Linked DNA regions of Sus scrofa: regions 1, 2, 3 and 5 are each linked to region 4. Evidence: chromatin contacts called from public Hi-C and HiChIP or PLAC-seq data. All regions are on one chromosome and are shown on one strand. Each heading gives the region's core, a stretch centred on a gene start, on an enhancer-like site or on the middle of the called end of the contact. The rest is flanking DNA. Distances are from core to core; before and after follow the strand shown.

What was found. Hi-C and Micro-C count contacts between places; a contact is called where the count stands out from the background. HiChIP or PLAC-seq counts read pairs in DNA pulled down with a chosen protein or histone mark.
Region 1: a contact with region 4 is called in an H3K27ac HiChIP or PLAC-seq map of alveolar macrophages. The contact joins two enhancer-like sites. A contact is called at or near these places in 9 of 47 Hi-C or Micro-C datasets (adipose tissue, blood, embryonic fibroblasts and 4 more) and 2 of 2 datasets of contacts at active chromatin or transcription factors (alveolar macrophages and skeletal muscle).
Region 2: a contact with region 4 is called in an H3K27ac HiChIP or PLAC-seq map of alveolar macrophages. The contact joins two enhancer-like sites. A contact is called at or near these places in 8 of 47 Hi-C or Micro-C datasets (alveolar macrophages, embryonic fibroblasts, heart right ventricle and 3 more) and 2 of 2 datasets of contacts at active chromatin or transcription factors (alveolar macrophages and skeletal muscle).
Region 3: a contact with region 4 is called in a Hi-C map of omental adipose tissue, with 4 times the contacts expected there. The contact joins two enhancer-like sites. A contact is called at or near these places in 2 of 5 promoter capture datasets (fetal liver and liver), 30 of 47 Hi-C or Micro-C datasets (alveolar macrophages, blood, brain and 15 more) and 2 of 2 datasets of contacts at active chromatin or transcription factors (alveolar macrophages and skeletal muscle).
Region 5: a contact with region 4 is called in an H3K27ac HiChIP or PLAC-seq map of alveolar macrophages. The contact joins the promoter of NCOA3 here to the enhancer-like site in region 4. A contact is called at or near these places in 6 of 47 Hi-C or Micro-C datasets (embryonic fibroblasts, heart right ventricle, skeletal muscle and 1 more) and 2 of 2 datasets of contacts at active chromatin or transcription factors (alveolar macrophages and skeletal muscle).

The regions. Positions count from the first base shown.
Region 1 is chr17:49,331,725-49,337,199 of Sscrofa11.1, reverse strand. ZMYND8 (protein kinase C-binding protein 1) reads left to right here. Exons shown (of 26, transcript XM_021078039.1): 6 at 3,411-3,524; 7 at 5,430-5,475. Among named protein-coding and RNA genes, the nearest start is that of ZMYND8, 56 kb to the left of the region's middle. Within about 2 kb of position 1,254, at least 2 of the 83 cell types and tissues checked have an H3K27ac peak or open chromatin away from gene starts, as enhancers often do. A contact at or near this core is called in alveolar macrophages, where this site is marked.
Region 2 is chr17:49,352,652-49,357,707 of Sscrofa11.1, reverse strand. All of the region lies in intron 3 of ZMYND8 (protein kinase C-binding protein 1), which reads left to right. Among named protein-coding and RNA genes, the nearest start is that of ZMYND8, 35 kb to the left of the region's middle. Within about 2 kb of position 1,942, at least 52 of the 83 cell types and tissues checked have an H3K27ac peak or open chromatin away from gene starts, as enhancers often do. A contact at or near this core is called in alveolar macrophages, skeletal muscle and subcutaneous adipose tissue, where this site is marked.
Region 3 is chr17:49,306,544-49,311,397 of Sscrofa11.1, reverse strand. All of the region lies in intron 13 of ZMYND8 (protein kinase C-binding protein 1), which reads left to right. Among named protein-coding and RNA genes, the nearest start is that of ZMYND8, 81 kb to the left of the region's middle. Within about 2 kb of position 1,352, at least 4 of the 83 cell types and tissues checked have an H3K27ac peak or open chromatin away from gene starts, as enhancers often do. A contact at or near this core is called in omental adipose tissue and retroperitoneal adipose tissue, where this site is marked.
Region 4 is chr17:49,420,878-49,426,420 of Sscrofa11.1, reverse strand. No RefSeq gene overlaps it. Among named protein-coding and RNA genes, the nearest start is that of ZMYND8, 33 kb to the right of the region's middle. Within about 2 kb of position 2,065, at least 57 of the 83 cell types and tissues checked have an H3K27ac peak or open chromatin away from gene starts, as enhancers often do. A contact at or near this core is called in alveolar macrophages, omental adipose tissue, retroperitoneal adipose tissue and 2 more, where this site is marked.
Region 5 is chr17:49,525,735-49,531,032 of Sscrofa11.1, reverse strand. NCOA3 (nuclear receptor coactivator 3) reads right to left here and starts at 2,758. Exons shown (of 25, transcript NM_001114276.1): 1 at 2,728-2,758.

The DNA of each region.
Region 1 (5,475 bases), core at 5-2,504, 88 kb after region 4:
ATCCCATTCTTTTTCAGAAGAAAAGAAGGCAAACCAAAATAAAGTTATATACAGTGTGTTAGGAGAAGAGTGTTCTAGACAAACAGAATCTACGTTGATGAGTAGGGAGTGGGGTGGGGGTGCAAGGTGTTCCCATTGTACTTTTATTTTATTTTTTTTTTTTTTTTTTTTTGTCTTTTCTAGGGCTGCACCAGGGCATATGGAGGTTCCCAGGCTAGGGGTCTAATTGGAGCTGTAGGCGCCGGCTCACGCCAGAGCCACAGCAACACCAGATCCGAGCTGCATGTACGATCTACACCACAGCTCACGGCAACGCTGGATCCTTAACCCCCTGAGCAAGGCCAGGGATCGAACCCGAAATCTCATGGTTCCTAGTCAGATTCGTTAACCACTTAGCCAAGACGGGACGCCAAGGTGTTTCCATTTTAAATGAGGAAGTGCAGGAAGCCTTCTTAGGATTTGAGAAAGACCTGAAGAAGAGAACGAGCGAGCCATGGAGCCACAGGGGGAAGACCTTCCAGGCAGACAGGCTGCAGGTATAGAGCCAGAGGCGGAAGCATGCTGGTGTAGTGAAGGGAACATGTATGTTTCTTTGTAGCAAAGCCTTAAGCACACTTCATTAAAACAGTTACTGTGGGAGTTTCCTTGTGACACAGCAGGTTGAGTATCTGGCATTGTGGTAGGCGGGGTGGTGCGGGTTCGTCCATGGCCTGGGAACTTCTGTAGGCTGCAGGTGCAGCCAAAAAAACCAAAAACATAAAACAAGAGTTCCTGTTCTGGTGCCGTGGGTTAAGGACCTGGCATTGCTGCAGCTGTGGCATAGGTCTCAGCTGCGGTTCAGGTTCGATTCCTAGCCCAGGAACTTCTCTGTGCCCTGGGTGTGGCCCGAAAACAAACCAAAGCAGTCGTGATGGCTTCCACTCTTCTGCGATGTCTTAGTCTTGGCAGCTTCCAACTGTGATGCTATTTCCAAATGCTGAAGATGAGAATGTCATCTGCAGCATCGTTTAGTATGGAATGTCCCTTGCGTTCAGAGGTATATTGGTCTTAGATCTCAAATGAGGATGTCGGAAGTGGAAAGCCCTCCCAGGTGTTGATCGTGGGGAAGAAAAGCAAGCTCTAGGATAGCGACTGTAGTACCTCTTGAAGATAAGAAATGTACGGAGAGAAGTTAGACATCCAGTCAGTATGGCGTGATGATGACACCGAAATTGTGTTCTGCCCCTAAAATTGCAGAAGCTGGCCACTAGATGGAGAGATGGGCAGGACACGGGTTGCCTGGCAAGGCCTTCCTCTTCAGAGCCCCACCTCGTTCTGCTGCCTTTGGTGTGGGAACTGGAACCTTCATCTCGAGTTCCTTTTGTCTCAACTCACCCTTCCCAGTTGTTCAATAATTTTGCAGGAAGTTCCCTGATGGCCTTGCGTTTGAGAATCTGGCATTGTCACTGCTGTGGCTTGGGTCACTTCTGTGGCACAGGTTCAATCCCTGGGCCGGGAATTTCCACAGGCCGAGGATGTGGCCAAAATAAAAATGTCTATTAAAATAATTTTGTAAGGAGGATAATGGCTCAGATAGGGTGCTTTTGCTGCAAATAATAGATCTTGATGAAAGGCAGCTGAAACGGTAAGGGTGTGTTACCATGTGTAGAAGCAACCCAGAGGCAGGGCCAGACCAGAGTTTGCGCAGAGCCAGACACTGCATTTCCCTGTGGAGGCGATCTGTTCCTCGTGGCTCTAAGGTGGCTGCTGGGGACCCCATCACATGTGGCTAGACAACCATCCCCCTCAGAGGAGTGTTTCTCCTCATGTGCCTTTTTATCAGCCTCTGGCTGACAGGCCCTTGGGCTCCGTGGCCAGCATTGGATCACCCGTCCCCCTGCAAGAAAGGTTTGAAAATACCTGTCTGGCACTCTCAGTCCGTCATGTGGGAACCATGCATTGACAGCCAGCACTGACAGCATTGACCCATTGAGGGGGGCTGGGGCGGGAAGAGGTGAATGACAGTTGAGTGGGCAACCCAAGCGTTGACCTTGAATGGTTACCTAGAAATGAGCTGGAATTCAAACCCACAGGTATTAAGCGTCTAAGACTTAGGGTCTGGAGTTTCTTGCAGGGGCGAACTGGGGAGGCAATCAGCTGGGGAGACAGCCGTTTCAGGCTCTGATAGCTGAGAAGCTGGTTCCCTGCATCACGGGCCGATTTCTGCTTCTGGGCCCCGCTCCTGTTGCCCTTGTTCTCGACAACGGACCGACACAGCTACAAGTTCCTTGTGGAGAATTCAGACATCGAAGAATGGAGACTAGAATTCCATGGCAATTCATTGGAGAAAACTCTTCTCAGCTCTCTGCGCAGATGGTTCAAGAGCATTTTCTGACGTCATCCGAATTTGCTATTTTTGTTGTCGCTACCTAAGGCTTCTGAAGCTCTGAGATACAGGACCAGATTTACAGAGCAGAATCTGGCTTCAGATGTGTCTTTGGTGGAATTTCTCTTATAAAGTGACGTTTATTGCCCATGGAGATAAGCAGTTAGGTTCTGCTCTGTGCATTGTTTGCCAGGATTTCCTGAGTGGGTTCCCAACAGTGGAGACGGAGAAGGAAGTCGTGTTCATTACGAGTTCCTGCCATTGCTTAGGTTGTTTCTACAGGGAAGACTGTCCCTTTCCATCCACGATGTCACTGAGTGAATGAATGCCCTGTCAGTTTCCAGGAAGATAGCCCAGGACCTTAAGAGGATCAAGGGACGTGGCCGATTCACTGTGTGAAGAAGTGACTCTGAAACCATCAGTGGCCTTTTTCATATCCTGTACCTGAAACCCAAGGTTATAATAGTGACAATTTTTCAGGACCTTGCCTACCTGCACCTTTTTCTGATTATATCATCTCTATGAGCTCAAAAACTTTTCTTAATAAGGTAATCAGTGGATTGGTGTGCTCCTTAATCTTTATCCACGGATCCTGCCCACAAGTCAAGACCGGAGTCCTGGTCAAGCAAACAGCTGGTCTTATTTGTTTATTTATTTATTTGGGTTAGGGCTGCACCCGCGGAGTATGGAAATTTCCAGGCCTGGGGTCGAATCAGAGTTGCAGCAGCCAGCCTACGCCACAGCCACGGCAACACCGGATCTGAGCCAATCTGCCATTTGTACCATAGCTGGAGGCAACGCTGGCTCTTTAACCTGCTTAGTGAGACCAGGGATAGAACCTGCATCCTCGCGGACACTGTGTCAGGTTCTTAACCTGCTGAGCCGTAACGGGAACTTCCGCAGCTGGTCTTGTTTGGACAGGAATTATTCGTTCTGCGTGAGAAACAGAATTATTTGTTCTGGAAAATTAAGAGGGTAGGTAACTGAGTGTGTGGGATAGGAACTGTATTTTCTAACTGGCTGTTTGTGTGATTTTGACTTGTAGAAGATAACGGTGGCTGAGTGCATCGAGACTCAGAGTAAAGCCATGACCATGCTCACCATCGAACAGTTATCCTACCTGCTCAAGTTTGCCATTCAGAAGATGAAACAGCCAGGGGTAAGAAGGCGGTCCCTCTCGCTGTCAGCGTAAAGGGCAGAGAGGCACTTTTGTTCCTTGTAGTTGCCTTAGCTTTTCAAACACTTACTCTTTGAGTCTGGGGCGCTTGATTTCAAGTATCTGTAAATTAACGATAAGGGACAGCGGTGTGCAGTTCGTTCTCAAAAGCGAGCGCTTTGTGTCCCCAGGAGTTTAATCAGGACCTGACATGCGGTAGAAAAGTTGGTGGGGATTTTAAGATTTTGAGTGGTTGTGAAGTGAAACCTGAGACCCATTTCAGCCCTGATTCTTTATGATCAGGGACTAATGATGGATCCTTCAAGGAAAGCTCAACCAGTGAGCTTCCCAGGAATAAGGATGTGGGTTGCCCCTGCAGGTGTCAGAAGGGACAGGACGGACAGCCTTTACCCTGTAAGGAAAATCTGCATGTCAGGGCCGGGCTGCCACATTCAGCTGAAACAAGCCACGTGCTCCTCAGTGATTGCTTCCCGAGACTCCGGTCATATCATGGCTGTGGTGGTTTTGTCGTTTCTGTGACCGTTTTCAGGAAGATGGCAGTAAAGTACTTTGTTTATAAAAATAGTATGCTACGGCCAGATGACATGTTGTGATGATCCACACCTTGCCACAGTTTTCCCTGCAGAGACTTGGGTTCTCGGTAGGGTTCCGTCTGATGTGTACAAAAGGGCCGTACAGTCTAGTGGTGACCTTTGCTGAAACCCTTCAGAGTTTGCTTTTTAAGTCAAACGGCTATACAGAAACGTAGAATCTTAGCGTTTTTAGTAGCCACTCTGGTTTAATTTCTTTAAAAAAAAAGTAGAAGCTTTAGTTTTAAGGTTCTGTCCTGAAATTTGATATCAGGAGGAAAAAAGTCCCGAGCATGCCAGTTGGGTGTTGCTAAATTGGGAACCTGTCTGTCTCTTTCACAAGATCTCCGTCAATGGAAGCAAACATACATAGCTTCCGTATTGTTAAAAAAAAAAAAAAAAAAAAAAGGAATGAACACCAAAAATACCCCAACTTTGGCAAGAGCAATAGATTCATCTAGATTTGTCCGCACTGTAGACTCATAAGCCAAAAAGAAGTCAGAGAAGGTGCTGACTTCTTACGTAAATTGTTTGTTGTAAAATGAGTCAGGGCAGAACGTTGCTGATTTTGTGGAAGCAGCTTTTGAACATATGGTGATTCTGCATACGAAAGAGCTCAGATACCTGCAAGTGGGAACCCATTCAGATGACTTGTTTGAGCATAATTTGGTGTTCAGTTACATCTTTTAGATTTTTTAATTGGTAAATAGCATCCATCCATAAACCAGGCCTTCCATTTTGAACCGAGTCAAGTAGGGCTTTAGAAAGTGGATCGAGAGAGAAAACCTTTACATAGTCCCAGTGTTGAAGGTCATATGGCTCCTTAAAGGAGGAGCAAGATCTCACTACAGTCCCTGCCCGTGTATGTAGGACACCTCTGGGCACTTAGGGGAGCTTTGCTTGGCGTTTCATCTGTAGGTGTAGCCTGATTTCACCCCCTGTCAGTTTTGATTGTGAGCATTTACAGTGTATTTGATAAGCCTCCTTCAGAGTTCAGGTCTAAAGTGACTGAGAGCCTGTTGTTCTTGTCTGTCTGAATTTAAGAGGCCTGGACCTGTTATTCGAGTGTATATCTGTATACTGAAAACAAAACACACGACAGAACAGAAACAACTGGCCCGTTGATTATAACCAGGCAGCATTAGAAGGTGAACCAGTGTGGAGCCTCCCCAGGTCTTGTTTTTGTAGCAAGCTTTAGATTTGTCTTATCTGGGGAGTGAGTTGCCCCCACCTGTAAAGTGCTTGGTTGGAATCAGTGCTTGGTCTTCCGTTGCAGTGATGGGTTCGTGTCTGTGTGTGTGCACCTTTTCTCTTATAGACAGACGCATTCCAGAAGCCCGTTCCCTTGGAACAGCATCCTGACT
Region 2 (5,056 bases), core at 693-3,192, 69 kb after region 4:
GGAGAGGGAGACTGAGTTTGTGTCCAGTGGGAAGATGGTTTTCTCATTTCTAGGAGAGGCGCATGAGAACTAAAGATAATTGGAAACAATTATTTAAAAACACCTTCAAGATGCAAGCCACCCATCTTCCCCCCACCACCCCCCAATTCCCTTCTGATCTTCTCACTCGGGCAAGCAGAACCCACTGCAATTTGTTGTGTTTATTCACATCAGCGAAATAAATGGCTCTTTGGTGCTTGCACTGAAGGTTTGCAGCTTAGCCAGGCTGCTGTCTGTCGAGGTGATAAATTAGAGCCGAAAGCCCGGGAACACGATGGCACTGCAGGGAGGTGAGGGTGTCCTTGCCCCGCTGGGCGACCCGGTGCGAGGAGCCCCGGGCCGGCCCGGTGAGTGGTGCCTCCAAGCCTGTCCTCTCTGCTGCTTCCCCCTCCCCCTGGGAGAGGCCGCCGAGGAGCCGGAAGCAGGAATGTGTGTCGTGTGTGAGCCTCTGTTCCCTTGAACCGAGAGGCTGGGCCCTCAGAACCGCAGAGCTTTCTCAATGGCAGGTAAGCGCCCCTTCCCAGGGTCACCTGCCCCCGCGCTCACTGGGTCTCCGAGGTCCCCGGCTCCCTGGTCCAGTGACATTTCCCCCAAGTGGGGAACGGCCCCCTTCCTTCCACGGCCCCTTCTCCGTTCCAGCCCTTTTCCTGATCTGGGAGGTCACAGCCACACGCGGGAGACCTCTTAGAAGCCCGGCGTAGGCGCGTGCAGCCTTTCCGGGAGGCCCCAGTGGCTCCAGCGGCCCAGGCTGTGGCCTTGGCATCCAGATTCTATGGCTCCAGGAGAGATCCGTGTGAGCAAACTGGCTGCCTGAGTGTTTTGGCCGCTCACATGTTCTTCCTGGCTCCTCCTGGCTCCTTGGACACGAAAAATCCTGCCCCTTCCCTACCCCATCCTTTGCTTCCTGATTTTTCTCCTTTCTCCTCTGGGCCTGGAGGAGATTGTGGGCTTTTGTTTCATGATGATGTAATTACTGGCTGGGGAGGGCTCTAAGATTCCTGGGGAGGGAGGCCTGTTTAGGTACCTGCTCTGTGTCTTTGGGAAACGCTTTGAAATGAGGGTGGCTGTGCTTTGCTCCTGCCCCGAGAGCAGCGTGTGGTCACACTGAGGCTTTGGAGAGGGCTGGCAAGTGCCTGCACTCACGGCTGAGCCAGCCTGGGCCTCCACGCCTGACCCTGCCTTCGCCGTTACAGGAGGAAAGCTGGACTTTGCACAGCGTGATGGACATGCAGGAACCGGCTCCTGGGCCGGTTCCCAGCTCCGTCTTATATAGGCTGGTGTTTCCATAACTGAGCATGGATTTAACCTGCTCCTGGGGGAAATCACCCCTGTTTTTGGAGAGCGATGGTGGAGGAGGAGGAGAAAAAAGACGAGGAGGAGGAATGTGTGTGGGTTTAAATAAAAAACAGCTACTGTTTATGGAGTGCTTACTCTCTGCCAGGCCTCACCCTCAGAGCAGCACATGAATTAACTCCTTTAATCTGTGGCTAACTCCAGGCAGTACCAGGATCTCCATCCGTCGGAAGGAAGAGCAGAGGCCCAGAAGGGTTAAGTAGCTTTCTTAAGGCCGCACTGCACCCCACCTGTATCATTGGCCCCCCAGCCTGACTTCTGTGTAGGGTGACCAGCTTGTCCGGGTTTGCCTGAGACTGGTCTGCCTTTGGCCAGCCACCGCTTGGTCACCCCGCTTCTGATGCTGGTGCCAGCCTGTTGCCCGTTACTCGCTTTTTATTCAGCCCCCAGCCATCCTGCCGTTGATAGCATTGAGGAAATTTACATCCATGGAAAGACACCACAGGGCCTGTCCTCCAGGGGGAGGGCCTGGCCTTTGGCTGGGGCCTGGTCCCTCTCCGGAGGAGACAATTCCCTGTATTTGGTGTGTCATTTCCTAGACTGAGGAGTGGCAAGTGTGGTGACTCAGGCGCCGGATGTGGGTGGGGGCTGGGGTGCCTGGCTGGGCCTGGCTGGACATTGGGAAGGGCTTTTCAGGGAGGGGGCATGGCTGCGGAGCCTTCCCTCCCCCAGTCTGTTTTGTGGTGTAGGCCAGGCCCTGCTGCCCCCCGGCGAAGGTGGGGAGGTGAGCGTGCTTCTGGGAACCGCCTTTGGGAGAACAGTGTGTGTCATCAGCATGTGACATCCACTGTCACGTTGGCACTCCCCAGCCCCCACACCGCACCATCTGCAGTGGAGAAAGGAAACCAGCAGCATGAGCGTGTGCCCTTCACACAGAGACCCCGAGCCAGGCAGTCTTCTGGCTGCAGAGCTGAGACCCGCCTCTCCCCGTGTGAGGCCCCAGGTGGCGGCCTGGCTCCCGAGCCCACCCGGGCCCTTGTGTGATCTTGGGCAGGTGATTTAGAGGGACGGACCCGAAAGGCATTTGCAACAGGGTCTGGTGCATTATATGCAGTAAAAGAGCATCTTAGCTGTTAACACCCAGGGCTCAGGAAAGCTAAGAGGCTCGGTTATCTTGGAGGCCGGCATCCCTTAAGTCAGGGGCCATCTAGGGAGGGCGCAGCGGGATTATTTCTGGTCTGTTCACAACAGGTTCAGGGCAGATGTCGTCACGTGCTCGGATCCTAATTCCCAGTAGACCTTGCCATATTGAGATTCAGTGAAAAGTCACGGGAGGGGAAGATTTGCTGCTTCCTGCTCCATGCCACGCTGTGCGCCTGAGTCACTGCTCTGTCCTTTTCTTCTAGGCTACTCTGTCCCCTCGCCCATGTTAACTCCTGCAGCACCAGACTTATCTTTGAAGGGCAGTAGGGCTGCTGGCGGCCAGCCCTGTAGAATCTCAAGTCCTGCTACCTCCCAGGAAAGTCTCTGGGATCAAGGGTGAACCATTTCCCTAGCGGCCCGGTCTTACATGGCTGTTTGTCCTTATTCCAAAGTGATACTTGAAATGCATTTAGAAACATGTCCCTGTCAGAATCAGATCATTAAAGAAGGGGGGAAAAAAGAAACCCTTTGACTCAGCTTTTTGGAGAAGGTCCTTAAGGCAGCTTTATTACCATGACGACAGCACGGTTCCCAGCCACCATTCTGTCACCAGCAGAGGCCTCGCCTCCACTGGCGTCAGTAGGTTGTGAAGCCAGAATCCCTGTCTCTGAAGGACACTGAATCCAGCCGGCATTTCTCAATTTTTCTCCCCAAGAGTCTTCAGTGAAAGCCTCTGCTGTTGACAATTGTGTCTGTTGTTTGGAATCTATTAAATTTCTACCCCTTGGATACAGTCACTGATCTCTCATTAACTCTGGAGGGAGTCGGTGTGTCTGTAACGGGGAATGGAATTGGGGTTTTTATGTTTGGCTCAGACTCGCAGGTGGGGATGCTCTTAGGTGTGGGCACCCTTGGGTTAGACCCCTCCTCTCACCGACTGAGGCCCTGCTTCCCTTTGTTTGCTGGTGGCCTTGGGCAAAGCTTTGTGTACCTCTCCAGGGCTAAGGAGTATATTTATTTCCAGTGATTCTGTTCTTCCCTCTTTCCCATGGAATTAAGGCATTTCAAAGTTAAAAGACTCGATCTTCCATAGTTTTTAATTTTTTTTCCGGTTTCAGTGTTTATTTAATTTATTTATTATTATTTTAATGATTCTTATGTTTTTCCATTATAGCTGTTTTGTAGTGTTTTGTCAGTTAACCCCAAATTCCCCGTCCATCCCACTTCCTCCCCATCCCCCTTGGCAACCACAAGTCTATTCTCCAAGTCTATGAGTATCTTTTCTGTGGAAAGGTTCATTTGTGCTGTATATTAGATTCCAGATATAAGTGATATCATATGGTATTTGTCTTTCTCTTTCTGACTGACTTCACTTAGTGTGAGAGTCTCTAGTTCCTTCCATGTTACCGAAAATGGCATTCTTTTGTTCTTTTTTTTTTATGGCTGAGTAGTATTCCATTGTGTATCTGTACCACATCTTCTTAATCCATTCATCCGTCGTGGACATTTAGGTTGTTTCCATGTCTGGCTGTTGTGTTTGGTGCTGCAATGAACATACGGGTACCTGTGTCTTTTTCAAGGCAAGTTTTGTCTGGATATAGGCGCAAGAGTGGGATTGCTGGGTCATGTGGTAGTTCTACATAGAGTTTTCTAAGGTACCTCCGTACTGTTTTCCATAGTGGTTGTACCAGTTTACATTCCCACTAACAGTGCGGGAGGGTTCCCTTTTCTCCACACCCTCTCCAGCTGTTTGTGGACTTAGTGATCTTCCGTAGTTTTTTTTTTTATTTTTTTTTATTTTCCCACTGTACAGCAAGGGGGTCAGGTTATCCTTAGATGTATACATTGCAGTTACAGTTTTTTTCCCCACCCTTTCTTCTGTTGCGACATGAGTATCTAGACGTAGTTCTCAATGCTATTCAGCAGGATCTCCTTGTAAATCTATTCTAAGTTGTGTCTGATAAGCCCAAGCTCCCGATCCCTCCCACTCCCTCCCCCTCCCTTCCATAGTTTTTTAATCTTTAGCAGTGATGTCACCTTTGAGGAGGTGAAATGGGCTCTGGCCCCTCTTCCTAGGAAGTTACATCACGTACAGAACCATGGCACGTGGGTCGGGGGTGGGGGCCCTGCAGTACTTTTATTGACTGCCAGTAAGAACTGGTCTGGTCCCTCTTTCCACCTCTCCTCCCATTTCACAGATGTGTCCCTGAGGCCTTGAGAAGTAGGGAGAGTCCCCGGGGTCATCTGTTTAGCTATTTTCCTTTCTCCTTGCTTCCTTACTTGGCTTCTGTTTCCATGGTCCTGAACCCGCCCTACAGGGAGTGGGGACGAAGGAGAGGCAATGGGCAGGATCTCGGCTGGGGAACCCAGACTCCATCCATCCCCCCAACACACACCCTGGAGCATCTCAAACTAGCGTGCACCCGAATCCTCCAGAGGCTGGTTAAACCCCAGACCCCTGGGCCCTGCTCCAGCTTCTGATTCTGGAGATGTGCCGTGGAGCCTGAGAACATGCTTTTCTAGCCCAGTGCGTAGAGGGTGCTGCTTCTGCTGGTGTGGAGATGACACTTTGGGAACCGCC
Region 3 (4,854 bases), core at 103-2,602, 110 kb after region 4:
CCTTTTCACAAGGGAATGGGTTTACTGTCATTTTTCCTTAAATCCTCTTGCTGTGTCTTTGAGAGACCTGGGTAGAATGAAGCATCCACAGTCCACACTAAGCCTGATGATGAAGCCAAGGAGCCCTCAGGCGCTGGGTTGGGGACACTGTTGATGGGATGGGAACTGGTTAACCCCAGGCACACGCCTCATCTCAAGAGTTTCAGCCAACGGTTGTCGCACAGAAATGTGGGTTAATCGTTTTCGCATCTTAACATTCTTGCGGAGAAATGGGAAATCTGCATTTTTATGTAGTCTCTCCAGTTATGAAATGTCAGCTCACAATGTCGTGGAATATTTTCCAGAATGAGTAAGGCAGGTGGGACCACCAGTGCTATACTTCTGGTAGCGCATTACCCTCGAATAACCTTTAAGACTCCCTCCCTCCCTCTTTTCCTCTCTCCTTTTTTTTTACTTCACATGAGAATTCTTTTTTTTTTAAATTTAAAAATTTTTTTGCTTTTTGCTTTTTAGGGCCGGGCCCGAGGTATATGGAAGTTCCCAGGCTAGGGGCCTAATCGGAGCTACAGCTGCTGGCCTACACCACAGCCACAGAAAAACAGGATCTGAGCCTTGTCTGTGACCTACACCACAGCTCATGGCAATGCCAGATCCTTAACTCACTGAGCGAGACCAGGGATCGAACCCGCAATCTCGTGGTTCCTAGTTGGATTCGCTTCCTATGCACCACAACGGAACTCCCACACAAGAGCTCTTTAAAAGAGTTCCCGTTGTGGCTCAGCAGGTTAAGAACCCAACTAGTATCCATGAGAATGCGGGTTTGACCCTTGGTCTCGCTCAGTGGGTTAAGGATTTGGTGCTGCTGTGGCTGTGGTGTAGGCTGGTGGCTACAGCTCTGATTTGACCCCTAGCCTGGGAACTTCTATATGCTGTGGGTGTAACCCTAAAAAAAAAAAAAAAAAAAAAACACCTTTTTTTTTTGGTCTTTTTAGGGCCACACTCATGGCATATGAAGGTTCCCAGGCTAGGGGTCAAATCAGAACTGTAGCTGCTGGCCTACGTCAGAGCCACAGCAGTGCGGGATCCGAGCCGTGTATTTGACCTACCCCACAGCTCACGGCAATGCTGGATCCTTAACCCACTGAGTGAGTCCCACGTGGATCAGACCCACGTCCTTATGGATGGTAGTCGGGTTCGTTGACCTCTGAGCCAAGACAGGAACTCCAGAGTGCTCTTTAAAGAGCAGGCATCAGAGACCGTCACCGAAAGATGGGAACTTGAGTCAGTGGTGAACTCCAGGAATTCTACTCAGTTTCCACTCATGTTGTGGCTTCTTTCTGGTTGGTTGGCTGTTTTCAAGTTCTGTCTGGAGCTGTTCACCAAATGGCTCTCGGTGGAGTAGAGAGGCTTCTTTACCAAAGGCTTCTGATTCTTCAAAAGAAAGGTGCCGTCTCTCCAGTTCTCTCCAGCTGTGTGGTCGAGGGACTCACAGTTGAGTTTCAGAGCTTTCCTCTAGGAGTACCTAGCTTGTGTTGACATAACCTCAGAAAAAACTTCCCTTTTGCCCCCCTAGTTTCTGGCCAGAGTCCTGAAAAGCTTACCCTTATTCCATGACATGATTCCTTTAAAGCCACGTTAACAAAACAAAAGCACACGAACTCCTTAGCCTGCTGGTTCCCATAGAGAGCATGCTTTTGAGAAAGTTTTAAATGGGCAGCAATCCTGTGAATTACTGTGGCTTGAACTTTCATTAGCATTTTTTTGTTTTTTGGGCTATATTCTGGCACCACCTGTTTTATTACATTCTTTAAATATTAACCCTGCAATTTAGCGTCATCCTGAGCTAACTAAAAATATAAGTTTGGGGTGTTTAAATCGCTGCCTGTGTTTTTTCCTAATATCCGTGAAATTAATACATGCCTGTAAAATAAAACATGTTGGTTTGTGACCCACTGTTGGTATTCCACAGCTTTATGGGAAGACAAGAACGTGTGGCATGTGGTTTTTAACTAAGCGTCTTTCTTACCCCGAGAGGTGCTGAGGGTGAAATGACATCAGAATTTCTGACAAATATTCCTCATTATTTGGGTGACTTTTGTGGCGGTAAGTTAGCAGGTGCCCATTTCAGAGTTTAAAATACAGCTGACTTGCTTATATGTGCTTGGGTTCTTTTATTGAGCATGAGGTAGGCAGCCAGTGAATAGTGTAGGAAGTTTATTCAAAACTGTTGTAGTCTTAAAAATTGAACAGATTGTGCCCCTTTCCTGTAAGGAGCCAGAGAGTAAATAGTTTAGGCTCTGCGGGTCTCCTCACAACGATACAGCTGTTCAGCACCGTGGTTGTGTACTGAACACACATGAAAATGTGGAACATGAAAACGTGAAGCATGGCTTTTCCTAAAACAGCCATAGGCATGTGGCTGTGGCACGGAAACTTGAATTTCAAATGATTTGTATATCTCATGAACTATTATTAATCCTTTTTTTCCCTTCAATCATTTAAAAGTGATAGATACCCTTCTTAGCTGGCAGGCCACACAGGAACAGGTAGCATGCCAGATTCTGGCCCGCGGGTAGGTTTGCCAATTTCTATTATAGACTGAGAGAAACTCTGAGTCAGTCTCCCCATTTTACAGAAGGTAAGTTGAGGTCCCTGTTGAGAGTATATGGGGTGCTGGAGTTCCCAGAGCCAGACCCTGGCTTTCTTTGGGTTGCACGCCACTGCCCTCTGCTGTTGATGGTGATAATAGCCTTTGGGTTAAGGAGAAGTGGGACATTTCATGAAGTAACCCTCAACAATCAGAGAGTGAAACAAACCTATGGTTTATCCACAGTTGTTTAAAAAAAAAAAAAAAAGGGAAAGAAAGAAAGAAAAAAGATTGTCAGAGGACTGAAAAGCTTTATTAGTTTCACCAGCGAAAATTTTGTAGGCAGCCATATAAAATTACACATTGAAATAAGTTATTAGATAAAATTTTTATGAGATTTAAGAAACCCTCCTTTTGCTTGGGGGATTGAGGAGCTCAGAGCCATGTGTCTATAATCCTTAGGGCTGGATTTAGCTTTCTGAGAAACACTTTGCCCAGGCAGGAGCCTTTCTCTCCTAGTGTCCTGGACTCTTGTCGTCTTAAGGGTCAGAGTGGTTTATATTCTCAGTGATTTGTCTGCTTCCCTCTTTTTCTGGACCTCCTGGCCAGAATTGATGCCTTTGCCAATATTTGCTTGCGGGGTCCCGATTTAAGTCATTAATATGTATTAGGGTAAGAGTCCTGGGGCCTGACTTCCACCACTCTCTGAGCTAATAGTGGTCCTTTGGTCTTAGAGCTCCATGTGGGTTGCTTTCGTGAGAAGGGAAAACATTTTCATGTACTCTTTTTTTCCTCCTGTGAAATCAGTACATATTTGTTGTAAAACAGTTGTTATAAAAACTGAAGTCCCATATTTTCCCACCTCCCACAGTCCACCCTTAGATGTTGTTTCCTGGACTTTTTCTGGGTTGGCTTATACATCATGCTGCCAAGTTAAAAGGGGATCAGGCGGTTCCAGAACTGAGCGAGGTTTGGAAGGGATAGGATTGGGGTGAACTAAAGCAGAAATCCACTCCTCCTCGTGACCTTTTACCTATACACTAGGGGCCGTTTCTTCCTGCTGGTTCCAGCCGAGTGGAAGTGTGGGCTCAGGGTTGCCAGATTTCTTGTTGTTTTACACATTGGCTCAAATTAAAAAAAAATAACTATTGACTGCATCCCCTGCATCTGTCAACCACTTGGTTCATTGGTCACCTGTTTGGCGTAGACGGTTAAGGGTTTTCTTTTTACTTTTTAAAAAATTTTTTGGCTGCACCTGCTGTGATGGAAATTCTCAGGCTAGAAATTGAACCTGAGGCATAGCAGTGACTCTAAATGATGCAGTGACAATGCCAGCACAAGAGAACTCCAGGGTTTTCTTTTTTAACTTAACCTTATGTTCTGAATACATTTTTTGTTTTCCTTTTTGTCTCTGTCTTTTGCTTTTTTTGGGGGGGGGACACCTGTGGCATATGGAGGTTCCCAGGCTAGGGTCAAATCAGAGCTGTAAGCTGCCGGCCGAGGCCACAGCCATAGCAACTCAGGATCTGATCCTCGTCTGTGACCTACACCACAGCTCATGGCAATGAAGGATCCTTAATCCACTGAGCGAGGCTGGGGATGGAACCTGCGTCCTTAGGGACACTAGTCAGATTCATTTCTGCTGTGCCTTGACGGGAACTCCCTGAATACGTTTCTATGTTTGTACGTAACCATTGGGAGCAGCATTTCTGTCCTGTCCTGTCCCATCCAGCAACCCTGCACTCTTCTGTTTTATTTCTTTATGGCCACACCCAGGGCATGTGGAAGTTCCCGGCCAAGGACTGAATCCAAGCCATAGCTGTGACCTAAACCACAGATGCAGCACTGCCACACCCCCAACCCACTGCGCTGTGCTGGGGATTGAATCAGTGCTGCCACTGAGATAAGGCCGGATGTGCTATAGCAGGAACTGGTTTTTTTTTTTTTTTTTTTTTGTTTTGCTTTTGCTTTTTAGGGCCACACCTGCAGAATATGGAGGTTCCCAGGCTAGGGGTCAAATTGGAGCTACAACTGCCGGCCTACACCACAGCCACATCTGTGACCTTCCCACAGCTCACGGCAATACCAGATCCTTAACCCACTGAGCAAGGCCAAGGATTGAAGCTACACCCTCAGAGTTCCTAGTTGAATTCGTTTCTTTCTTTCTTTTTTTTTTGTCTTTTGCCATTTCTTGGGCCGCTCCTGCGGCATATGGAAGTTGCCAGGCTAGGGGTTGAATCAGAGCTGTAGCTGCCAGTCTACACCAC
Region 4 (5,543 bases), core at 816-3,315:
CTCTGCACGTTTTAGTCATTCATTCATTCATCCACTCCTGATTATTCTCAGGCTTCCGTCTGTTTTGCACGTCTCTGTATCCCCAGCACCTAGAATAGTGCTGAAACATGGCAGGCATTCAAAAAATACCCATTGAGGAAGTTCCCTCCTGGCTCAGTGAGTTAAGGATCTGGCATTGTAACTGCTGTGGCTCTGGTTACAGCTGTGGTACGGGATTCAATCCCCAGCAGAGGTTGGATCCCAGCACAGAACCTCCTCAGGACATAGGCACGGGCCAAGAAAAAAAAAAAATCTACTGAATGAAGAGAGAAATGAACAAATGAACCAGATCAGGAAGCAGATCCTGGCCTTCAGGGAACACGCTGGACTTTGATAACGACCCTGTGAGATTTCAGTCCTGGAAATTCCTTAGCAGGAGTCTTGAGGAAGGTCAAAAGGTGAAAAATCCCAATTGTTCTCAGCTGTGCTTTCGCCCTCTTCACCATTTTACCCCCGGCCCCTGAGATCCCCAGGGCCCGGTCCACCGCCCTTCCTTCGCATTCCTCAGCTCTGAAGTCCCCACCCCCTTTCAGCACCCGGAGTTTTTCCTGAGGATGGAATGAACTGAATAATATTTTCCATGTTCCTAACGGGGGCCCAAGAATGCCAGTGACTCAGAAACCCAGAGCGCCCCGCCAGGGGAGCAGAACGCGGCTCTCCAGACAGACACCAGGGGGCGCCATTCCTCCACGGAGCTCAGCGCCCACCGCTCTGCTAACAGCTGAATCAAGTAAGAGGCTTTTACCTATTATAGCCTTGGGTGTGCTGGGCGGATTTCAGGGTGAGCTGCAGCAGCTGGAGGGAGAGCTTGTTTTGATGCCTCGAAAGAAATTGACCGCACAGGATTTCTCCTGCCTTTAATGACATGGGCCAGGGCTCAAACGCAGACCTTAGCAACTTTCTGGCTGTGTCACCCTGGCCAAGTCACTTCACATGTGGGAGCCTGGTTTATCTCCTCCATAAAATACTGATAATCATGGGACCCCATTGCTGTAAGGATGCAGTGCGATACAATTTGCAGGTGCTGATCTGCAGTGGGAGATGGTGACCTGATCAGGAGTTGTTCCTTATCCTGGTAATCGGCTCAGAGCAAGGATTCTCAAACTGCGTTCCCTGGATCAGCAGCAGCACCTGAGGGCTTGCTAGAAATGCAGATTCACAGTCCCAACCCAGATCTTTTGTTTCCTTTATGGGGTAGGTCTTTTGGTGTTTAATAAACCCTCTGGATGATTCTGATAGTACTCGAGTCAGCTCTGAAAGGTAAAGAGATTTCCCCTAAAATCACAGCTATTTGATTGCATTGGAAAAAAAAAAATTGTTTCATTGACTTTATTTTTTCTTTTTAGGGCCACACCTGCAGCATATGGCAATTCCCAGGCTAGGTATGGAATTGGAGCTGCAGCTGCCAGCTTAACATCACAGCCACAGCAACGCCAGATCAGAGCGACATCTGCGACCTACACCACAGCTCAGGGCGACACCGGATCCTTAACCTACGGACCAAGGCCAGGGATTGAACCCACATCCTCATGGATCCTAGTCAGGTTCATTAACCACTGAGCCACAAAGGGAACTCCATAACTTGCTATTTATAATAAAGCCTCCCTCTCTGGGTAGTGAAGAAAGTGCTGGGGTCAGAGGGAGACCTGGGTTCAGAGCCTGGTTTCCTCATCAGTAGAATCAGAATTGCGATACAGGCTTCCACGAATAAGGAAGAAACTAGAGAAACTCCAGGAAGCTCCTGGCCTGGCCTTGGCCCAGGGAAGAGTTGATTAAAGGGCGGCAAACAGTTAAGCACTTGCAGTTTGCAAAGCACCACCTCACCCAATCCTCACCATGCTCCCCACTTGACTGCTGAAGACGACTCTCGGGGACATTACATGTCATAGGGCCTGGCCACGTCCTGGTCAGTCTCAGAGCCAGGACTCAGTAGCCCTGGAAGAAAAGAGGGCCGGGCCTAGGGTGGAGCAAGGAGGCACCCAGCATGCAGCTTTTAAGGAGGCGCTGACACTCAGGGTTATGGGAGGGCTGAGCGGGCGCCTGAGAGCCGGTGCCTCCTTAAATCTGGGGCCTTGGGCCTCTCTGGCCTCCCCTGGGTCCCAGCCCTGCTCCAGAGGCTGCCTTCTCTGTCGCTAGGGTACCTCTCACTCAGAATGAAAGACTGAGGGGGGCAGGAGTGGGTGGCCAGGCCAGGGCGAAGGCAGCCTTGTTAAAACGCCTACATTTTGTTACAGCAACAGACTTTTCTTCCCCTTAAGCAGAGAACATATTAATATATGAAAATAGAAATGCATATCAGGAAGGTGAGTTAATGATTAATAAGCAATGTACGGTGGGCTCCCAGTGTAGTCACTGCTAGAAATTTCAATTTGGGGAGTTCCCATTGTGGCGCAGTGGTTAACGAATCCGACTAGGAGCCATGAGGTTGCAGGTTTGATCCCTGGCATCGCTCAGTGGGTTAAGGGTCCAGCGTTGCCGTGAGCTGTGGTGTAGGTTGCAGTCGCAGCTTGGATCCTACGTTGCTGTGGCTGTGGTGTAGGCAGGCAACTGTAGCTCCGATTAGACCCCTAGCCTGGGAACCTCCATATGCCATGGGTTCGGCCCTAGAAAAAAACAAAAGACAAAAAAAAAAAAAAAAAATGCAGATTAATTCGGAGAACTCACATGCAGGTTGAGTGGCCAAAAAAATAAAATAAAATAACAACAGAAACAAAACAAAATAAAACAACTGAACTGGTACAATCCCAGACAAACTGGGAGGAGCTGGTCACCCCAGGAGCTTTCTTATAGAAGGTGTGATTCTAGCAATTAAAGGTGCATATTTACATAGAATTTACCGATAAACAACTGCTTCTTCTAGAATACAAAGAAACAGTTTGTTTGTTCTAGTGGAGGAAGGGGAGCTGGCACGTTTGGACCAATGGACAGATAGCACAGACTGGCAATTTTACAGCATATGACCTATGGTGACTATGCTACATCAGCATCGCCTTGCCCATGGATGCTTTCTTCTCTATCAGGCAATGGATTCCTTAGTGTAAAAGGTAGATCTCTTTTATTTGTTTGTTTTCTTTCTCTTTTTTTTTTTTAGGGCCGCACCCACAGCGTATGGAAGTTCCCAGGCTAGGAGTCAAATTGGAGCTGCAGCTGCCAGCCTATACCACAGCCACAGCAATGTCAGACCCAAGCCGAGACTGCAATCTACGCTACAGCTCACAGCAATGCCAGATCCTTAACCCAGTGAGCGAGGCCAGGGATCAAACCTGTATCCTCATGGATACTAGTTGGGTTCATTACTGATGAGCCACGATGGGAACTCCTAAAATATAGATTTCTAATCAAAGGAATTCCAATGTTAGCTTTTGACTCCTCAAAATAATGACCAAAAGAGCCCTGTTGTTCGGAGTTCCCATTTTGTCTCTTTGGTTTAAGAACCTCACATAGTGTCTGTAAGGATGTGGGTTCCATCCCTGACATTGCTCAGTGGGTTAAGGATCTGGCATGGCCACAAGCTGTGGTGTAGGTCACAGATGCAGGCTCACATCCAGCATTGCTGGACCCCTAGCCCAAGGTCGTGTGGCCCTAAAAACAAACAAAAACATGTTGAGAGATCGGTTGTATCTCAGAAGGCAGAAGTCAGGGGAGGAGACACAGAGTTTTCATGCCTTGAACTAGGTGATTTCAAGACAGGTCTTGCCAGACAGGAAACTAGTTAGAACTGGCAGAGTTTGACACAAGAGCTTTGGACAGGTGGGCACAGCAAAGCAATGGTGAGTCTTGATGTTGATAAGTAAGCTAATATAGTGGGTTCTATCTTAGCGTTTCCTGGAGCCAGTAGCCCACCACCAGCTCCTAGATATGCTCAGCACAGACCAGGGAGGGATCCTGGATTCACGGTAGCTTGAGGAGCAGCTCGACTCCACATGGTCACTCAGGGCCCTCAGTTCTTCTGTCCTGTGGCTCCACCACCCACAGGGTTTGAGCTCAACTGTGTGATCAGTGCCAGGCCATCCCATCAGCATCATTCCAGATACACTCATACCAGAAAAGCATTTTTTTTTTTTTCCTTTTTAGGGCCGCACCCACAACATATGGAAGTTCCTGGGCTAGAAGTCAAATTGGAATTGGAACCACAGCTGGCAGCCTATGTCACAGCCACAGCCATAGCCGCTCAGGATCCAAGACTCATCTGCCACCTTCACTGAAGCTTGCGGCAATGCTGGATCTTTAACCCACTGAATGGCGCCAGTGATCAAACCCACCTCCTCATGGATACTATTTAGGTTCTTAACCCACTGAGCTACAACAGGAACTCCCAGGTGAGCATCTTAATGCTTTGCAAGGAGTCACACGAGTTCTGTCCAGCCTTGCTCAGCAAAGAACCACTAGCCCTGGATTCAAACCCAGCTCAGGCACATTCAGGTCCCTGTGACCTGATCACTCCCCTTCTGAGCCCACTGACTGACTCGAATTATCTTCTTTGCACTCCTAGGACAGCCACGTTTCCCACCCCTAGTCTTAATCAATGAAAACAACCCCTTACTAATTAACTCTATTAAACGTCTTTTAATCGGAAGCATTTTCCGATAGTCACATGGTCACACTTCGATGTGCGTGGACTATGTGAGGACTGCCCTGCAAGAAGATGTGAAAAGATGTGCAGAAAGATAAAGACATTTTAGGGAGTTCCCATCGTGGCTCAGCAGTAACACACCTGACTAGCATCCATGAGGATGTGTCTTCGATCCCTGGCCAAGCTCAGTGGGTTAAGGATCTGGCAATGCTGTGGCTGTGGTGTAGGCCTGCAGCTGCAGTTCCATTTCGACCCTGGCTTGGGAACTTCCCTATGCCACGGGTGCAGCCCTAAAAAGACAAAAAAAAAGGAGTTCCTGTCATGGCACATCGGAAACGAATCCGACTAGAAACCATAAGGTTGCGGGTTCAATTCCTGGCCCCACTCAGTGGATTAAGGATCTGGCGTTGCTTTGAGCTGTGGTGTAGGTCACAGATGAGGCTCGGATCTGGGGTTGCTGTGGCTGTGGTGTAGGCCGGTGGCCACAACTCCAATTTGACCCCTAGCCTGGGAACCTCCATATGCCGAGGGTGCAGCCCTAAAAAGAAAGAAAAAAAGATAGGGACGTTTCAGAAGTGAACCCACACGTGATCACCCCCAAACACTGCATTTTCTCCCCAGGACACAAGCACTAAGAGAGAAAAGAAAAGGAGTAAAGAGAGATTCAAACTGGGAAAAGGGGCTCGCTTCGCTGGGGGAAGCCAGAGAAGGGTACTCCTGGAAAGTTCTGTGGAAATTGAGGAGAAGATGAGTCAAAGGGAGGCAAAGCCGGGCCTTGCTCAGAGCAGGGGAAAGGGAAGTTCCCCAGAAGGAAGAAGCATGGACTTGGTTTTAGGAACTAAAACTAAGAGGAGCCCAAAAGAGAGGCCGAGAAAACTGAAACAGACCTGCAGGGCTCACAGCAGCAGCCCAGGTCCGAGAACCAAAGATT
Region 5 (5,298 bases), core at 1,509-4,008, 100 kb before region 4:
ACATTGAAAAACTTATGGTTTCCAAAGGAGACAGTTCGGGGGGTGAGGGGATGCGCTGGGGTTATAGGATGGAAATCCTATAAAATTGGATGTGATAATCATTGTACAACTATAAATGTAATAAATTCATTAAGAAAAAAAATTTTTAAAGAAAAAACACAAAAAAGAAAAACAAATCTTTTTATCTTTAATATGTCCTTGACATAGTAAAAAAGTTTATTTCACATGACCAATCAAGTAATTATTTCTAGAACTATATTTACATGTCTCCTAGAAAAAGGCCCCAGGGTCTGACAGAACACTCAGTCCTTACTGAATAAATTCTAACTTACTTGCTTGGGGGAGGGGCTTGCAATGTACGAAATAATTTCTATATGGGGAAAATGCACAGTATACTCACTTTCATAATATATTTATTTTTTTAATGATTTTTATTCTTTCCATCCAGAATATATTTAATATAATCCCTAGTCCTCTCATCTTTAATACCAATGATTTTTTTTAATGAACTGTTAATTTAAAGCCAACATTCTAATACCTTTTTTTTTTAAAGCCTATTAGTTACGCTGGGATTGGTAAGCATTTCCAAAGCCTCTGAAGTTAAGGAATATTTTATGATAGAAACATTTCCTCTAACTGCTCTAGAAACATTAGAGCTTCCTACTTGGTCCACAATCTTCACATCCAAAATGTACAGAAGCTGGTATATGCCTTTTTTGGTTGTTTTTTTTTTTAATGCTGAGTGGACAATTCAGTCATTTCTATCAATACATAAAATACCTGTGTAATTTCGGATCACAGACAAGCTAGATTATTGCCCACTTAAATGCAGAACCTGAAGCAACCTCCAGTGACAGAGCTATAGTGTTCAATATCATTTTACATGTTATCAACAGAGGCTTCCTCTTACAAACAATGAACCCTGGTAGGGTTCTTCACCCTAAGGCCCCCACAGATTGTTATTTCTTTAGGGTGTTAGTAGATAAGGCAACATAAGCAGTAAGTTTGTAAGAGCTTTTCTAACAGCCATCAACAATTGCTTAAGGAAAAAAAAAAAAGCAAGCAATGCTTCCACCACATTTTCCCTTTTTTCTGTTCATTTTATTTTCCTGCTTTTGGTATCCAAGAGGGGTGTGTTTCAAATGAAAATTCTTAAAATAATTATTCCCCAAACCAAGAACACTCCAGAAACCAGTAACAGTCACTGCCTCCTAGGAACGGGAATTAGAGGGTTTAGAGTAGGAGAGAGGCTATTTTTCAATGTTTTGGTACCTTCCCAGTTGTACACAGACCAGTTCCATTGGGTATAACCTATTCGAAATAAACAAGCAATAATTTAATTTTTTTAAGAAAGACCATTTCACAAAACTTACAGATTTCCATTTAACATTTTGGTTTATGCAGCATTCACAAGACCTACGTGTAGTTGGGGTTTTTTTGTTTGTTTCCATCATCCTCTAAACAACCTGCTGCAACAAACACTGAAGCTTCCCTGCAGCCAGGAACCGGTTAAGAGGATCCGAGACCAGGCGTCTGAATCAAGGAGATGCAGCAATTTCACTCACTACTACTACCACTCACTCATCTCATTCAACTCCATTTCAAACCACTGCAGCAAGACAGCTGGTACTGCCTTCCTGTTTCTTTACAGTACAGGCTTAATAACAAAAACAGGTTGGCTTTGAAGCGCTGCTCAAAAACTGCAAGAAGGAAGTCTTTACATTCGGAAGGGGGGGGGGGGTTTCGACTTCAAGAGCATTTCGTATCTTTCGTGTCTTTCCATTTGAGAAGCCCGAACGCCTCCTGTTTAGCGAGATTTCAAGACGATGCTCTCTCCCTCTCCCAACTGCTCTTTCGGTTAACTTTTCCATCCTGAATGTCCTCAAACTGCCTAGGAAGCAACTAAGCCCTCCAACAACTCATGGATTGTTTTTCTCAGGCATGGGCAAGACAGTTTATTTAAACCATCACAAATTGAATCAATGTACGTAAGAAGATTAGAGATGGAGAAGGGAAAAAAAGAGTAATTATAAAGACAGCCAAACCCCAAATTTAATTCACCAACTTCCACTTGCCATTTCCCAGCCTTCACACCAGAGGTAGCAAAACGCTTTTTTACTGAGAAAAACTGCTGAGAACCTACCCGTGCCCAAAATGGAAATCCCGCAGATAATTCGTGTTAAAATATCAAAAGTGCCCAAGTGTAGGAGGAAACACGGCAACAAAATCCAACCCGATTCTGAGTACGACTTGGAGACTGGGCTGGGGGGTCGGGGGGGGGGGCTGTGCGGCTTCCCCCGCCCCCTAGTTCTTCCGAATCAGTGCCCAGATAGCGGGAGGAGGGGGCGTGGGGAGCTTTCAAAAGCAGCCCCGAGCACTGGGGAAGGATAAAACTTTAGGGACAGGAGGAAAAAGTGCACCCCCACGGTGCCCCCAAACTCCTCGGGGTGACCCCTCCGCGCGGGGACCTCCCTGGTACCCCCGAGCTGCTGCAGCCCAGCCTCGACACCCTGCCTCCCGCCGCGGGCTGCCCCTACGCCGCGGGGAAGCGGCGCGGCCCCGACACCCCGAAACTACCTCCGCGCGCCCCCTGCTCGGCGCGCCCCTCAGCGTCTCCGCGGAGCCGGAGCCGCCGGCTCGCCGCAGCCAGAGGGACTCGCCCTCTTCCCTCCGCCTCGCACTCCACCCCCTCGCCGCCGCCACCGCTCTTCCTTTATCTCCACTCACCGCCCGCCGCCATTTTCCTCACAGCTCAGCTTTAAATCGGAAACTCGCCGCTCAGCGCTCAGCCCGCAGCCGCCGCTACCGCCGCCGCCGCCACCGACTCAGCCGCCGCGGCCGCCGCTGTCGCTGTGGAGGGGCTGAAGAGGCAGCGGCTGGAGCCACGGCGCGGGGGCCGCCGGGATATGTAGTCCCGCGGCCACGCCCAGCACTACCGGTCCCAGGGGGCCGTGCGCGGCCTGGGCGCTGGGGGGCCCCGCCCCATCGGGCTTCCGCGGCGCGAGGGCGTGGCCGGGGGGGGGACCTCGGGAAGGTTTTCGCTCACTTACCCCATGGGAGCAGCGGGGAGGTCCCCAGATCTGAAATGCAACCCTAGCCTTTCCATTAATTTTTTCATACTTGCTTTCTTCCAGTAATATCTAACATTATGGAGGGTTTACTGTGTGCCAAGCACTGATCCTGGAAAACATTATCCCTTAGGGACCACTATTAGCCTCATTGTTCAAATGAGCAAACTTGAGGCACAAGGTCAGAAGCCATAGGGCTGTTCATTAGATTCTAAAGTCATCTAAAGATGAAAGGTGGGGAGTTCCCGTCGTGGCGCATTGGTAACGAATCCGACTAGGAACCATGAGGTTGCGGCTTCGGTCCTGCCCTTGCTCAGTGGGTTAACGATCGGCGTTGCTGTGAGCTGTGGTGTAGGCCGCAGACGCGGCTCGGATCCCACGTTGCTGTGGCTCTGGCGTAGGCCGGTGGATTCAACCCCTAGCCTGGGAACCTCCATATGCCGTGGGAGCGGCCCAACCCACGGCCCAAGAAATAGCAAAAAAAAAAGACAAAAAAAAAGACAAAAAAAAGATGAAAGGTTGTTGGACATAGTATATTCACTGTGTATTCTGTCCGGAAGTATCATCTCACGGAGTACTATCACCTATAAAGGACAACAGCTTGCTTTACAGTGCAGTGATCTTAACCAAGTGATCATATCACCAGACACTATCACTTAGCATCACCAATAATGGATCAAAGTGATATTATGTGTCACCTGATATGACCTAATGAGGAAAACATTACGCACCCCCCCGGCCCCCGTAGTATTCTTGCCAAAATACAGGTAAGCTAAACATAACTATGAAAAAAACAATTATGCAAATCCAGAAATCGGGGCACAGTACAAATCCCTTGCCTGAACTCTTGAAAATTGTGAAGCATTAAAAAGGTGAAGTCAAATATAATAGGTGGGCCTTGACTGGATCCAGATTTTTTTGTTTGTTTAATGTAAAAAGGACTTTGGGGAGTTCCTATTGTGACTCAGCAGGTTAAGAACCCAACTAGTATCCATGAGGACACACGTTCGATCCCCGGCCTTGGTCAGTGGGTTAAGAATCCAGCATTGCCATGAGTTGTGGTGTAGGCTGGCAGCTACAGCTCTAATTCGACCCCTAGCCAGGGAACTTCCATATGCTGCAGTTGTGGCCCTAAAAAGACCAAAACAAAACAAAACAAAAAAGGATCTTGAGGGGAAATTTTAATATGGACTACATATTAGGAAATAATATTGAATCAGTATCAAATGTCTTCTTTTTTTCTTTTTAGGGCCACACCTGCGGCATTTGGAAGGTCCATGGCCAGGAGATGAATGGGAGCAGCAACTGCCAGCCTATGCCACAGCAATGCGGGATCCTTTAACCCAATGAGCAAGGCCAAGGATTGAACCCTTATCTTCAGGGATACTGGTAGGGGTCTTGACCCAAAGAGCCACAACAGGAACTCCTCAAATGTCTTGAATGTGACTAAAATAAAATAATTACTTGCTAGCTCCACCACTGCCATTTCCCATCTGGACTACAGCGGTAGCTTCCATTGCTGTTCTTCCTGCTTCCATCCTACTCTTTCCCCTGAAGTCAATGTTGCAGCCACAGGGATCCCGGTAAAAACCAAATCACTTTATGTCTATCTTCCAAACTCTATGCAGTTACCTGCAAAACCCCATAACCTGTCTCTGCCTTCCCCTTCCCTTTCTAAGCTCGTCTACTCACTGTTATGTTCCAGGAACTCTGGACTCCTTGGGGCCCCTGCAACATACCTAGCACACTCTGGCCTAAAAGATCTTGCATTCGCTATTTCATCTGCCTATTTCACTTTTCTTTCCAGAAAATCAAAATCACTCACTCCCTCATCCCCCCTATAGTCATTGTCCAAATGTCACTTCTTCAGTGAGCCCTTCCCTAATTTCTCTATTTTAAATTCCCACCCACTTTAATTCCAGTTTTCCCTACCTTTCTTCCTTGCTTCATTTCTCTTCATAGTACTTTTTTTTTTTTTTGCCACACCAGCAGCATGCAAAAGTTCCTGGGCCAGGGATTAAACCCATGCCCCAGCTGTAACCAGAGCCACAGCAGTGACAGTGCCAGATCCCTAACTCGCTGAGCCATGTGGGAACTCCCATAGTATTGTCTATCATTGGAAATGCCATGTATTTTTGTTTACTTATAGTGTGTATTATCTCCTTTCCTCTCTAGAATGAAAGCTCCGTGAAGGTAGGGTTTTTGGGTCTTTCGTTCTCTATTCTTAGTA